Linked DNA regions of Mus musculus: regions 2 and 3 are each linked to region 1. The links are chromatin contacts, called in public Hi-C and promoter capture Hi-C maps. All regions are on one chromosome and are shown on one strand. The core of a region is the stretch at or near the end of the contact, and the rest is flanking DNA. Distances in the headings are between cores, read along the strand shown. Region 1 holds the start of Sox3 (SRY (sex determining region Y)-box 3). Region 2 has its middle 79 kb from the start of Gm14661. Region 3 has its middle 49 kb from the start of Gm14661.

Region 1 (3,714 bases), core at 430-2,929:
CAAGACATTTTCAACTGCAACAGAAGAACCTAGGAATCCGGGAAGAGGAAGGGGCCGCGGTTTCTCCGCAAACACCACAGCGATTCCCAGCCAGAGGGGGAGGGAGGGGCAGTGGTCAGAAGCCAGCGGCTCTAGCAAGTCCCATTTCCGCTGCTCGGGACTTCTCGCTTTTGTACAAAACCCCGACAGTTACGGCCAAACTTTCGGTCCTCCTCATCTTCGGTACAAGGCAACGGTCCCAGGCGAGCAAAGCTAAACAGCAAGGCGTCCCAACGTGGGGGGTGTGGGGCGGGGTGGGGGCGAAGAGCTGGGAGCGCGGGCCGGAGCTCAGATGTGGGTCAGCGGCACCGTTCCATTGACCGCAGTCCCGGCGCCCTGGTAGTGCTGGTGCACGCCGTGCAGCCGGCCGCCTGGGAGCGGAGAAGCGGCGTCGGCCGCGTCCCCGCCAGGTGGCAGGTACATGCTGATCATGTCGCGCAGGTCGCCGAGGCACGCGCGCTGCGAGTGCGAAGCGATGGCGGGCGGCGGAGAGCTGGGCTCCGACTTCACCACGGAGCCCATGGGGCCCAGGCTCATGGCGGCGGCGGCGGCGGCCGCGGCGGCAGCGGTGGCGGGCTGCTGCCCGTAGGCGGCGGCGGCGGCGGCCGCGGCGGAGGGCGCCATGCCCCCGTAGCCCGAGGCGGCGGCAGCGGCGGCGGCGGCGTTCATGTAGCTCTGGGCGCCGGGTGGCATCATGGGGCTGTACTGCAGGCCGGCCATGTCGTAGCGGTGCATCTGAGGCAGCGCGGGTGGCGGCGGCGGGCTGCTCATGCTCGGGGGCTGCGCGTAGCCCAGCTGCTCCTGCACGAGCGAGTAGGCGCCGTTGGCCCAGCCGTTCACGTGCGTGTACGTGTCCAGGCGCTGGCCCACGCCCACCGGGCTGCTGGCGGCGGCGGCTGCGGCGGCAGCGGCGGCGGCTGCGGCGGCGCCCGGGGGCAGGAGGCCGCCGGGCAGCGAGTACTTGTCCTTCTTGAGCAGCGTCTTGGTCTTGCGGCGGGGCCGGTACTTGTAGTCCGGGTACTCCTTCATGTGCACCGCACGCAGTCGCTTGGCCTCGTCGATGAACGGCCGCTTCTCCGCATCGGTCAGCAGTTTCCAGTCGGCGCCCAAGCGCTTGCTGATCTCGGAGTTGTGCATCTTGGGGTTCTCCAGGGCCATCTTGCGCCGCTGCCCGCGGGACCACACCATGAACGCGTTCATGGGTCGCTTGACGCGGTCCTGGTCGCTGCCCCCGCCGCCACCACCACCACCGCCGCCGTTCGCGCCCCCGCTGCCCCCGTTGCCTGCGTTCGCTCCGCCGGCTGGGTTCGCGCCACTCTTGCCTGCAGCGCCGGGAGCTGCGGGGACGCCGGTGCCCGCGGCTGGGGTGGGCGGCCCCACGGGGTTCTTGAGTTCAGTCTCCAGCAGGCTGTACATCGCCGGGGCGGGAAGGAGGTGCGCCAGCGTGGCGGGAGGAGACGGCGCTCCGGGGGCTGGAGCGGCCACCGTGAAAAGGCCGGGGGACTCCGTCGGAGTGGTGCTCAGGGGCCGGCGGGCCGGCAGCTCAGGCGGGAAGGGCAGGCTAGCCGAAGGGCTCCGCGCAAAGTCGGCGGGAACTCGCGGGCTTCTCTCACCTGATGCGTTCTCTCGAGCTGGTCGCATTCGCAGCTTGCCCGGGAAGCCTGCCCGGTCCCTTATATACCTGCTCAGATCCGGGAGGGTTGGGGCTCGGTCCGCCCCCTCACCACCCGTGGGCCTCGTGATTGACAGGCTCGCCGTGATGAGTCCTGGCCAATCAACACCGAGCCCCCTGTGGCCCAGCTTGGAAAAAAAAGTTCGGGGAGCCCTTTCGTTCACCCTCCAGACCCCTCTTGGGTCGAGTGACGTGATGAGAGCTTTTTCAGGAGGCGGGAGTCCACGAGACCCGCTCTGAGACCACCAATTAGGGTCTCAAAAAGTTTGAAAGAGCGAGAAACCCGAGGAGGTGAGGGAGGAGGGGGGAAGAGGGCGCGCGAGCAAGCGAGACTGGGGGGAGGAGGGGCAGAGGAGCGCCCGCGGGGTTCGGAAACAACTTTGCAGACTCGACTAGGCTGACCAGCGCCCCATCCCATGGCCCACCTGGAAAGCTCCCCGCCCGCCGTCTGCACGGAGGACCTCCAAACCCTGCTGTTGCCAGCGCTAAGGACACTGGGGACCTCTAGCAGTCCAGGCATGCTTGGGACGTTGAGTGTATAACGGAGGTGCGCTACGCTGAGCCACTGAGAAGCCTTCCTTGGAATTGATGGTAGCCGGTTGCCTGAACCCTCCACCCCGAGGGCCACTGCGTGCAGGACCGAGAGAGGGGCGGGGGCCGGGGAGCGGGACTGCTAGCGCACCTGGCTGTGAGGCTCCATGGGGGGTTTGCCAGTGCGAGTGGGGAGTGGCCTCGGCCTGTGCCCGGGGGAGGCGCTCGAACGTAGCTCCTGGGGAGCGGGTTTAGGATGCAAAGGGCGAACGAGCCTTCACTTTTTCGCTCTGGGCCCCTGCTTAGAGGCCCCTTTTTGTCTCTGCTGTCTGGCCATTTCGGGTTTTCCAGTCCGATGCTCCTGAGGGGGAGGGTCGGGCCCCTTGGAAAATCCGTTTTCATGGCAACACGGAGCCTCTCGCAGTAAAAGAAAAGTTTGGGGGGGGGTGGCCGGAGCTGAGCCTAGGCCTTGCTCCGGGTGCACCGCCCCTCCTCCGACCGCGCACCTGCTACGACCGCTGCGAGCGGCTCTCGGCACGCAGCCGCGCTCCCCCCCCCCCCCAAGCGGGCTGTGCTAACAGACTCTGCTTCTCCTTTCTTGTTTTACAGCCTTTCTGACCGAAGGCTGGAGAAGCAGAGTGGGACCTTCAGGCACTTTGTTGGGTTATCTGCCAAGGACTACCATCTAGAGAAACCTCCGCTGCCCGGAGAGGGAACCCGGACATTCTCCGCTGCCAGCTCAAGCAAGTGGCATGGCGTTTGAAAACTCTTGAAGCCCTCGGAGGCTGCTGGAGGGAATAGGAAGCCATCTGGGCAGATGTGGCAGAAACCGAAATAAGGTGTCCGCGCAGTACTGGATTCCCGCTTCCTCCTTTAGCTTGGTGGAAAGGTGGGAAACCTAAAGAAAAGCACATGCCCTAAGTGTGTGTGTGTGTGTGTGTGTGTGTGTGTGAGAGAGAGAGAGAGAGAGAGAGAGAGAGAGAGAGAGAGAGAGAGAGAGAGAGAGAGAGAATTCCAGGCGTCTAGCTTTTCAGCGATAATACTAAATGAGGTGATTTGGGATGCCTGTACTCCCGGCTTCTGTCTCTTTCTCTCATGCACTAATTAAAAAGTAAGCCGCCAACGTTTGCAGGGCGCAGACCAGTTCTGTCCATTTGTGGCCACAGGGTCCGTTGGCACCCGAATCTTGCTTTCTAGCCGGCATCAGTTCCAGAAAGTTTGTGGTCCTGGTTCCTTCCTTTTAAGTTTGTGTTCTACCTGGTCTGAGCCGTTTCCTGCCAAGGATATCAGTAAATTAGGTGGGTGTAGGGGGTTTAAAGTCTCTGGAGACTGTGTGGGGATCTATGTTAGTAAGTGTGCACGCACACGCACGGCTGAGCTGGAAAACATGTTTCAGAACAGGGAATGTTTCAGCAGGCCCCACCTGCACTCGTTTTCTTGGTAAATTGGCTGACAGACTCAAGATTTTCTCA
Region 2 (3,714 bases), core at 340-2,839, 170 kb before region 1:
TGCTTGCCCAGGTGGGGAAGATGTCATAAAATCAGACAAATGTTAGAAAATACGAGTGGCTGAGCCAGCCCTCCCAGTTGCTTTGCATCTGATGAATAACAAGAGAACCTGGAGTTCCCCTGCGTGCGGTTATTAACACTAATAATAACTGGAGCTGTAATCTGTACCCGCCACATTCTCTTCTCAGGTGGCTTTCTGCTGCTCTGTAATGAGGTGCCTTTGCCTTTACCCATGTATCGCACATTATATGTGCACGGAACCCCTCTACCTTCCCTGGATTTATGCATGTCTCCAGCAGATGGTTAAGCCAGTCCACCTCGGTGCTTGTTTAGCATAACAGAGAGCTCAACCACTGGGGCTTGCTCAATCACTGGCTTCAGCCTGCATTTCTGGATCCTGGTGAGGTAAACACCCTGGGTGACAGCCTACACTTGCTGCCTCCGACCTACCTTTCCCTGCAGCCAAGCTGGAGTGTTCCTATTTACTTTGCAGGAGTTGTTTTCCAGTTTCCTCTTTATCCTACCCTGCCCCCACTCTTTTTTTCCCCTTGGATTCCATGATGGTGATTGGGACAAGAAATTTTCCAGAGAAATAAAAGAAAGAAAAATTGGAAAAAAAAAGCGGTATTTAAGGTATAGGACTAAAGGACTCTGTTTGGAGTGGCCATCTCCACAAGAAATTGAACAGGTCCTTTCATTCACCCGCTCCCTTGCTCGCTGTGGAGAAAGATGCACCACGTGGAGCAGCCCGTCTTCTGTGTTTGGTAGGCGTTTTGAGCAGTGAAGATACAAGCAATTAAAGAAATCAGAATTGACCTCAAATAGCACACTTGCAATCTCTTGAAGCCTGTGGAGTAGTTCTAGTCATCTCCTGGGTGCCTGGCCTTCTGGCTGCCTCAATTCAGAAGTCCACTTCTCCCTGTGCTCTTAGCACGTTGATTTTAACTCCTGCAGTTCTAAGGGGGTACTTACAGATACTTACTATGGCAAAACAAGCTACATTTTCCCCATCTGATCTGGGTCCTTGGATCTTCTAGGCTTTTATGTGTGGGAAAAAAAAATCTTATGATAAAGTCATCCTGAGGAGGGTTGTTATTGTTCTAGGGTGCTAGGAGCTTTGCCTTAACGACTTAAGATGCACACAGCTTGAGGTTAGAGAGCCATAAAGTGCCAGCCTGAAGTTTACTGTAATATGTTATTTCCATGTGGATGGAAAAAATTGATTTCTAATTCATAAAATATATCCCCCTATGCCAGCCATTACGTACTTTTCCGGTTTCAGCCTGAAAGTACTCTGTGCAGTGTTTTCACAGAAGGCAGAAAAAGGGGGCTGCTTTCTTCCCACTCCAGGTGAATAAGGGAAAAATGGAACTTTGTGGAGAGGAAGCCAAGAAAACAGTTGGGGTGGTGTGATTGGTGGGGGAGGAGCCTAGATAAATGGTGGTTTCCATATATTTTCAGGACGGCTCTTTTCTCTCCAGTGCTGGAGGAAAATCAATATCTTGTTTTCAGATGGGTAAATGGAGTCGTCTCTTTAAAGTGCCCCGGTCAGTTCACCACACGTCGGGCAGCTGCTGCTTTCCAGGCTGCCCCGCCATTCCCAGGCTAGGAGGATTGACAAGGCGATGATAAACTAACGTGCCCCCTCAGCTCTGGGTGTGCGCCATTGTTCCCGCAGCTGAGACCCTCTGCTGCTATTTGCTTTCTCCCACATACATTATTCAACAGCCCAGGAAAAGGCCAAGAACCTCTTTCATTCAGGAATTCTGTATTAAAATAATCAATTTCAAACTGAAGCCGGGAAGGCCAGCTTGCTACAGGGAGAGCCTATTAATAAGCCACCAGTCTTTTCCATTTGCATTGAATTCATGCTGTATTGTGGTAATATGGGATTATTTTTTTTCAGTTTCCTCCAAGAAACTAAACATCACATTGGCTCCTCTGCCCTTTCTTAAATAGCATGCAGAAGAGTGTCTTCGTTTGAACCCACCGTTAAGAGAACACTAGAGGCCATATTTGTGCCTGTTACTCGGCCCTGACCAATTCAGATTTTGAAAGTACTTTAAAAAAGCCATTAACTCTCCATGAAATGTATCAGGGAGAAAAGTTTTCAAGTGTTTTGTTTCCTATTCATTGGCATTACATTTCTCGCCTTGCCTCTCCTGTGCCTACTTCTCATCATTCTCCCATATGCACACAGGCAGACAAGATAGACACCACACACACACACACACACACACACACACACACACACACAGGGGTGTTGATGGTTAAGTTTTGAGCAAAATACTTTAGGAACCATGGATGTATAAATAAGGATAAATTTCAGGTGTCTTTCGTTAGCACAGGGAGATGCTCTCCAGACCAAGTGTGCTTTTCCTGTTTGGTTCATAAAGGGTTAATCAGAGACTTCTTTTTGGTGGCTGCCTTATTGTTGAAAATCTTTCTAAGCCTACTTTAAGTCCATTTTCATGTCTTTAGACAATCAATGGCCAAAAGATAGCTATTAATAGTCAGTCTTTTGTAATCAATTCAGCCAACATTTATTGAACACCAAATGTGTACATAGGGAATCTCCTGGGCTTTAACTTGAGACATCCCAATGAATCAGTTATGGTCCCCCAAGTAACCAATGAATATAGTTTTTTTTAATATGGTTGCCAGATTTAGCAAAGGGAAATATAAAACACTCTCTTAAATTTCGACTTTAGAGAAGTAACTGTTTAATATAATTTGTTCCATGCAATTTTATGGCATACTTATAAAATTTTCATTGTTCACCTGAAAATCAAAGATAACAGAGAGGCCTATATTGCATCTGAAAACTTCCCCTATTAAAAGGAATTTTTGGTGTGACTTTAAAAAAAATTGATATTTTTGTCTATTACTTCCTCACCACTGCCAAAGACCAGAACTGGATTCACTGAGGGGTTAGTAGAAATTTTAATTGCCCAAATAAGGAGAAGATTTTCAAAATTAATTATAGAGATGCTATCTTCCTTAATTCTTATGCAGGGTATGGAATAAAATTTTAAATGTTTGTGATAAATCATGAAATGTTAGACAATTCTAAATATAACCCATAAAAATAAACATCCCTGGCCCACTTGGTTGGTTGGTTGATGATTGATTGATTGATTGATATAAAATGGAGGAACAACCCCCCCAATTAATTCACTCTGCTTTCTATTTTGACTACTGAGAGCATTCAAGAGATAAAGCTAAGCTCAGTGTGTCCATGAAAGTACCCGATAGTATACACTATGAATAACAGCTACGACCAACTCTCAGTATATCCTTGAAGTGGTCAGAAACACAAGAGTGGCCATCTTTAACCATTCCTAGGATCTGGTGCAAAGGTGGAACAGTCACTTACCATAGGTCCTATATAACTTGGAAAATTAGGAACTATCTAGATGGATCAGTGCAATTAGTTTTTTACTGGGACTACCTGGGAGCTGCAGGTAGACACAGTAACTGCCCCCTACACAGTAGTTCACAGTGGGATTACAAATAGCCACAGTACTTACTTGAGAGAATCCATATCATAATACAATGGGCATATTATATGCCAGGCACTGTGTTAAGTACCCTTCTCCCCTTATCCTCACAGTGTCCTTTTGAAGATACCCATTTCTCAAATGTAGAAAGTGAGCTTAAGCAAGACCATTTGACTTTTTCCATAAGGCTAAGTGGTCCTGAGCACTAAGTTACC
Region 3 (3,714 bases), core at 436-2,935, 140 kb before region 1:
CTGCTGGTCTGAATTAAGATGATGACAGTGGGGTGCAGCAAAAGATGATGGTGTTACTTAGGAAACACTGTCTATAGGACTGGAGACAGGAGAGCTTGCTCACACATAACAATAATGGCTACTGCATTTTGAGGCAAGACAAATGGAAATATCATCTACAAAGGATGTACTAGAGAGGTTCTGGCTTGTTAACTGTCACAAAATGAGCCTGTAAGAAAAATATGACCACTTTCTTAGTATCCAAGGAGCTAAAGAGATCTGCAACCCTGTAGGTGCAACAACATTATGAACTAACCAGTACCCCGGAGCTCTTGACTCTAGCTGCATATGTATCAAAAGATGGCCTAGTCGTCCATCACTGGAAAGAGAGGCCCATTGGACACGCAAACTTTATATGCCCCAGTACAGGGGAATGCCAGGGCCAAAAAATGTGAATGGGTGGGTAGGGAAGTGGGGGTAGGGTATGGGGGACTTTTGGGATAGCATTGGAAATGTAATTGAGGAAAATACGTAATAAAAATATTTTAAAAAAAGAAAAGAAAAATATGACCACTTTCTTATTGCTATGATGTCTAGTTCTGGAAGGAGAATTTGCATGTAATGCAGAAAATGAAAGTGCTGACTTACCATCACTGAAGTATTTCCAAAAGCTGCATAATTGGCCACTTATTCACACCAATTTTAGCATTTGTATTTAAAAATTTAAAGTTTTAGCTATAATTATATACTTATATGGTCGCTCTCTTCTCTGAAACTTCTTCCCTCCTTGAGTGTGTTACATCCCAGTGTAATACTGTCTATCAAGTACTGACAACCCTAAAATACCCCTAATGACCCCACACTACAGCCTGGTGAACATGACATGGTTCTTTATAGCAGTCTAGTTATAGATTTCTGTAGCCTCATCATGGGTTTTAGTACTGAATGGGAGATGAACAATTCAGAGCACCCTTAAGTATAGGGATGAGTAGAAGAAGGGGGTGGGCAGGATGAAGGAGACAAAGCAAAGGGCCTATGACGGGGATGGGGGGGGCTGTCTTAGTCCCAGACACTAGGAGGCAGTGGGGGTGGGGAACAACAAAACCTCAGCTGCTGGAGAGGAAGAGCCAGGACCTTTTGTCTCATAATGTATGGAAGAGTGTGTGCATGTATGTGATGCTGATGATTAAATGGTACATGGTATCAGCGAAAATTATCAGCACTGATGCTGATTAGGGATGCTGAGGAACTAATAGTAAGAAAGGAAACTAGAAAAATTGGTCTGGGTGTGGAAAAGTAATACTAATTACAATCATTTATGCGAACTGCTTACCATTTATGACTAATTACCACCCAACACAATAACCATTAGGTATATCATTAAATATGTGTCAGATTAACTTTGTTGTCAGTTTTATTTGTGATTAGAACAGTAAACTCTGCATGTATGCTGGGACTTAATAGTTTGTTGTTCATGCAAGCACGACTGTCAGTTCATAATTTGAAAAAAAAAAGGAAAAAATTCACATTATGTTAGGGCTGGAGCATGGCAGGCGTTGAATTCCAGGCTAAGCAGTTTATGGTTAATTTAGGAGACAATGGGGAACCCTTCCAGAATAATCAACAGGAGAGTTACATGATCAGTGCTGTACTTTAGGAATCAAAGATTGGCAGAAGTGCAAGATTCTTTTGAGATTACTCACACAGTGGTCAGCAGCCAGGAGGCACTGGCAGTCACAAGGGGACTCCAGAGGGATTGTCAAGACTTGAGAAGCATAGAGGGGATCGGGCCCTTCTCCACATTAAGGCTGAACAGATCAACGACAATGTCAGTAACGTTTGCTGTAGGCTGGAGTTAATCACACAGATGCACCCATTTGGAGAATTGATTGGAAATTGTGAAAGTGATACAAAGTTTTTAGTAGTGAAACAAGCTAATTTTTTTTTCTCATCAAGTGAGAAATTTCATAGTTGAAAAGGCACATGGTTTACAAAGAAAACAAAGGAAATCCTGGGTGATGAAAAACTTAAGAGCCACTATTATAATTCAAACAAATATTTTTATTTATAGATGGGAAAACACACGCTAGAGATAGGTGTAAGTTGCTTTACAAGAAGATGGATAAGTAAGAAGATTGAAGGAAACTAAAGAACAGAAAATGACTTTAGTGGCAGGTTGAGGTTCCTATTCAGGATCACTGAGTGGAAAAGAACCAGAATTTAAGAATCACTCCAAAATCCCTAATATGTTTCCCAGGACTGATGTCAGCATCAGGCATTATTAGAGACATAGAAAAAAGGCAAAAACAACCAACCAAATCTATAAATTACAGCTTTTCTTTCATACCACCTGATAGTGTACTGGTTAGTTTATTGTCTTCTTCACACAAGCTAGGGCCATATCTGGGATGAGGGCATCTTAACTGTGAAAATATCTCCCTAAGATTGGCCTGTGGGCAAACTTGCAGGGCATTCTCTCGATTGATTATTACTGGGGGGGGGGGGGGCGGGCAGCTCACTGTAGGTGCCACCGCCCCTGGGCTGTGCACTTTGATGCTGTAAGCAAGCCAGTTGTACAACTCATAAGGAGCAAGGCAATAAGCAGCACTTCTCTATGTCCTCTGCTTCAGTTCCTGTCCCAGGATCCTGCCCTGACTTCCCTCGCTGATAGACTCTGATGTTGAACTGTAGGCTAAAATAACCCCTCTCCTCCCCAAGTCGTTTTGGTCATGATATCTTGTCATATCACTAGAAACCTAGCAAAGGCATGGTGTTTGGTTTTGTTATAAAATTACTCCATGTAACCTGTAATCACTTTTGATTATTCATTTCAGAGAAGTAAAAACCCATGTCCATACAAAAACACCTAAACATTGAAGTTTATAGACACCTCATCTAGAATTGCTTCAGATTGGAAAGAACCCAAATAATCATTAATGGGTGAATAGTGAATCTGTAGTATATCCATACCATTGGATATTATTCAGCAAGAGAGTAAAAAATATCAATGCACACCACAACTCAGGTGAGCCAGTAGTGATGCGAGCAACTTCAGTCACAAGGGGGAAAGTACAATTTTATAGTGTTTGTAGAGTACATAATGATTTAAAAATAAATAAGAAAGTAGTGGCATGGTTTGGAGATGGATAAATGGGCAGAGAAGGAAGTGAATGTGGTTATGATAAGATAACATAGGAATCTTTGTGGGAATACAGCTGCCATATTAACTGTGCTGGTAGATATGCTAGCCTATGTGTAATAATATTCTATACAACTAAATATCCACATGCTTACACCAATAAGTACAAGTCCAACTGGATAAATCTAGGTAAGACTGGTAGAAAAGGACAACATAGTCTATGTACATGCACAAGAAAACTCCACCTTAGCCAATAGATTCAGCATGATGCTAAGCAAAACATTAGCAAGTTATTGTTTTTTAAAATATTAAATTTACATATGCATGTCTGTATTGGTCAAGGACAACTTTTTTGAGTTGATGCTTTCCTTCCACCCTGTGGGTACCAGGGAACAAACTCAGGTCATCAATCTTGGTGGCAAAGACCATTATCTACTGAGCCATCTCTATGACTTTTGGCAAGGTATTTTACGACTATTTTGTAAAAAAGCTAAAGTTACCCAATTTCAAGATTTATTATAAAAGCATTATAATTAACATTAGGTTGGCATTGTCAAAAGAACAGACCAAGAGATTAGGGACACAAAATAAGCCAC

The links. Promoter capture Hi-C pulls out the DNA fragments that hold promoters and counts their contacts. A called contact is a pair of places that touch in the nucleus more often than the background predicts.
Region 2: a contact with region 1 is called in a Hi-C map of stem cell-derived motor neurons, with 4 times the contacts expected there. The contact joins the enhancer-like site here to the promoter of Sox3 in region 1. A contact is called at or near these places in 3 of 39 promoter capture datasets (embryonic stem cells, liver and stem cell-derived epiblast-like cells), 1 of 484 Hi-C or Micro-C datasets (stem cell-derived motor neurons), 7 of 115 datasets of contacts at active chromatin or transcription factors (embryonic forebrain, embryonic midbrain, embryonic stem cells and 1 more) and 2 of 9 other capture datasets (embryonic stem cells and embryonic trunk).
Region 3: a promoter capture Hi-C map of neural stem cells shows a contact between it and region 1. The contact joins the enhancer-like site here to the promoter of Sox3 in region 1. A contact is called at or near these places in 3 of 39 promoter capture datasets (liver, neural stem cells and stem cell-derived epiblast-like cells), 7 of 115 datasets of contacts at active chromatin or transcription factors (astrocytes, embryonic forebrain, embryonic stem cells and 2 more) and 1 of 9 other capture datasets (embryonic stem cells).

The regions. Positions count from the first base shown.
Region 1 is chrX:60,891,751-60,895,464 of GRCm38.p6, forward strand. It overlaps Sox3 (SRY (sex determining region Y)-box 3), which reads right to left and starts at 1,680. Exons shown (of 1, transcript NM_009237.2): 1 at 1-1,680. The coding sequence starts at 1,680. The coding sequence ends at 328. It overlaps Gm38438 (predicted gene, 38438), which reads left to right and starts at 1,903. Exons shown (of 3, transcript NR_155290.1): 1 at 1,903-2,002; 2 at 2,852-3,131.
Region 2 is chrX:60,718,287-60,722,000 of GRCm38.p6, forward strand. No RefSeq gene overlaps it. Among named protein-coding and RNA genes, the nearest start is that of Gm14661, 79 kb to the right of the region's middle. Within about 2 kb of position 1,590, at least 13 of the 459 cell types and tissues checked have an H3K27ac peak or open chromatin away from gene starts, as enhancers often do. A contact at or near this core is called in stem cell-derived motor neurons, where this site is marked.
Region 3 is chrX:60,749,001-60,752,714 of GRCm38.p6, forward strand. No RefSeq gene overlaps it. Among named protein-coding and RNA genes, the nearest start is that of Gm14661, 49 kb to the right of the region's middle. Within about 2 kb of position 1,686, at least 1 of the 459 cell types and tissues checked has an H3K27ac peak or open chromatin away from gene starts, as enhancers often do. A contact at or near this core is called in neural stem cells, where this site is marked.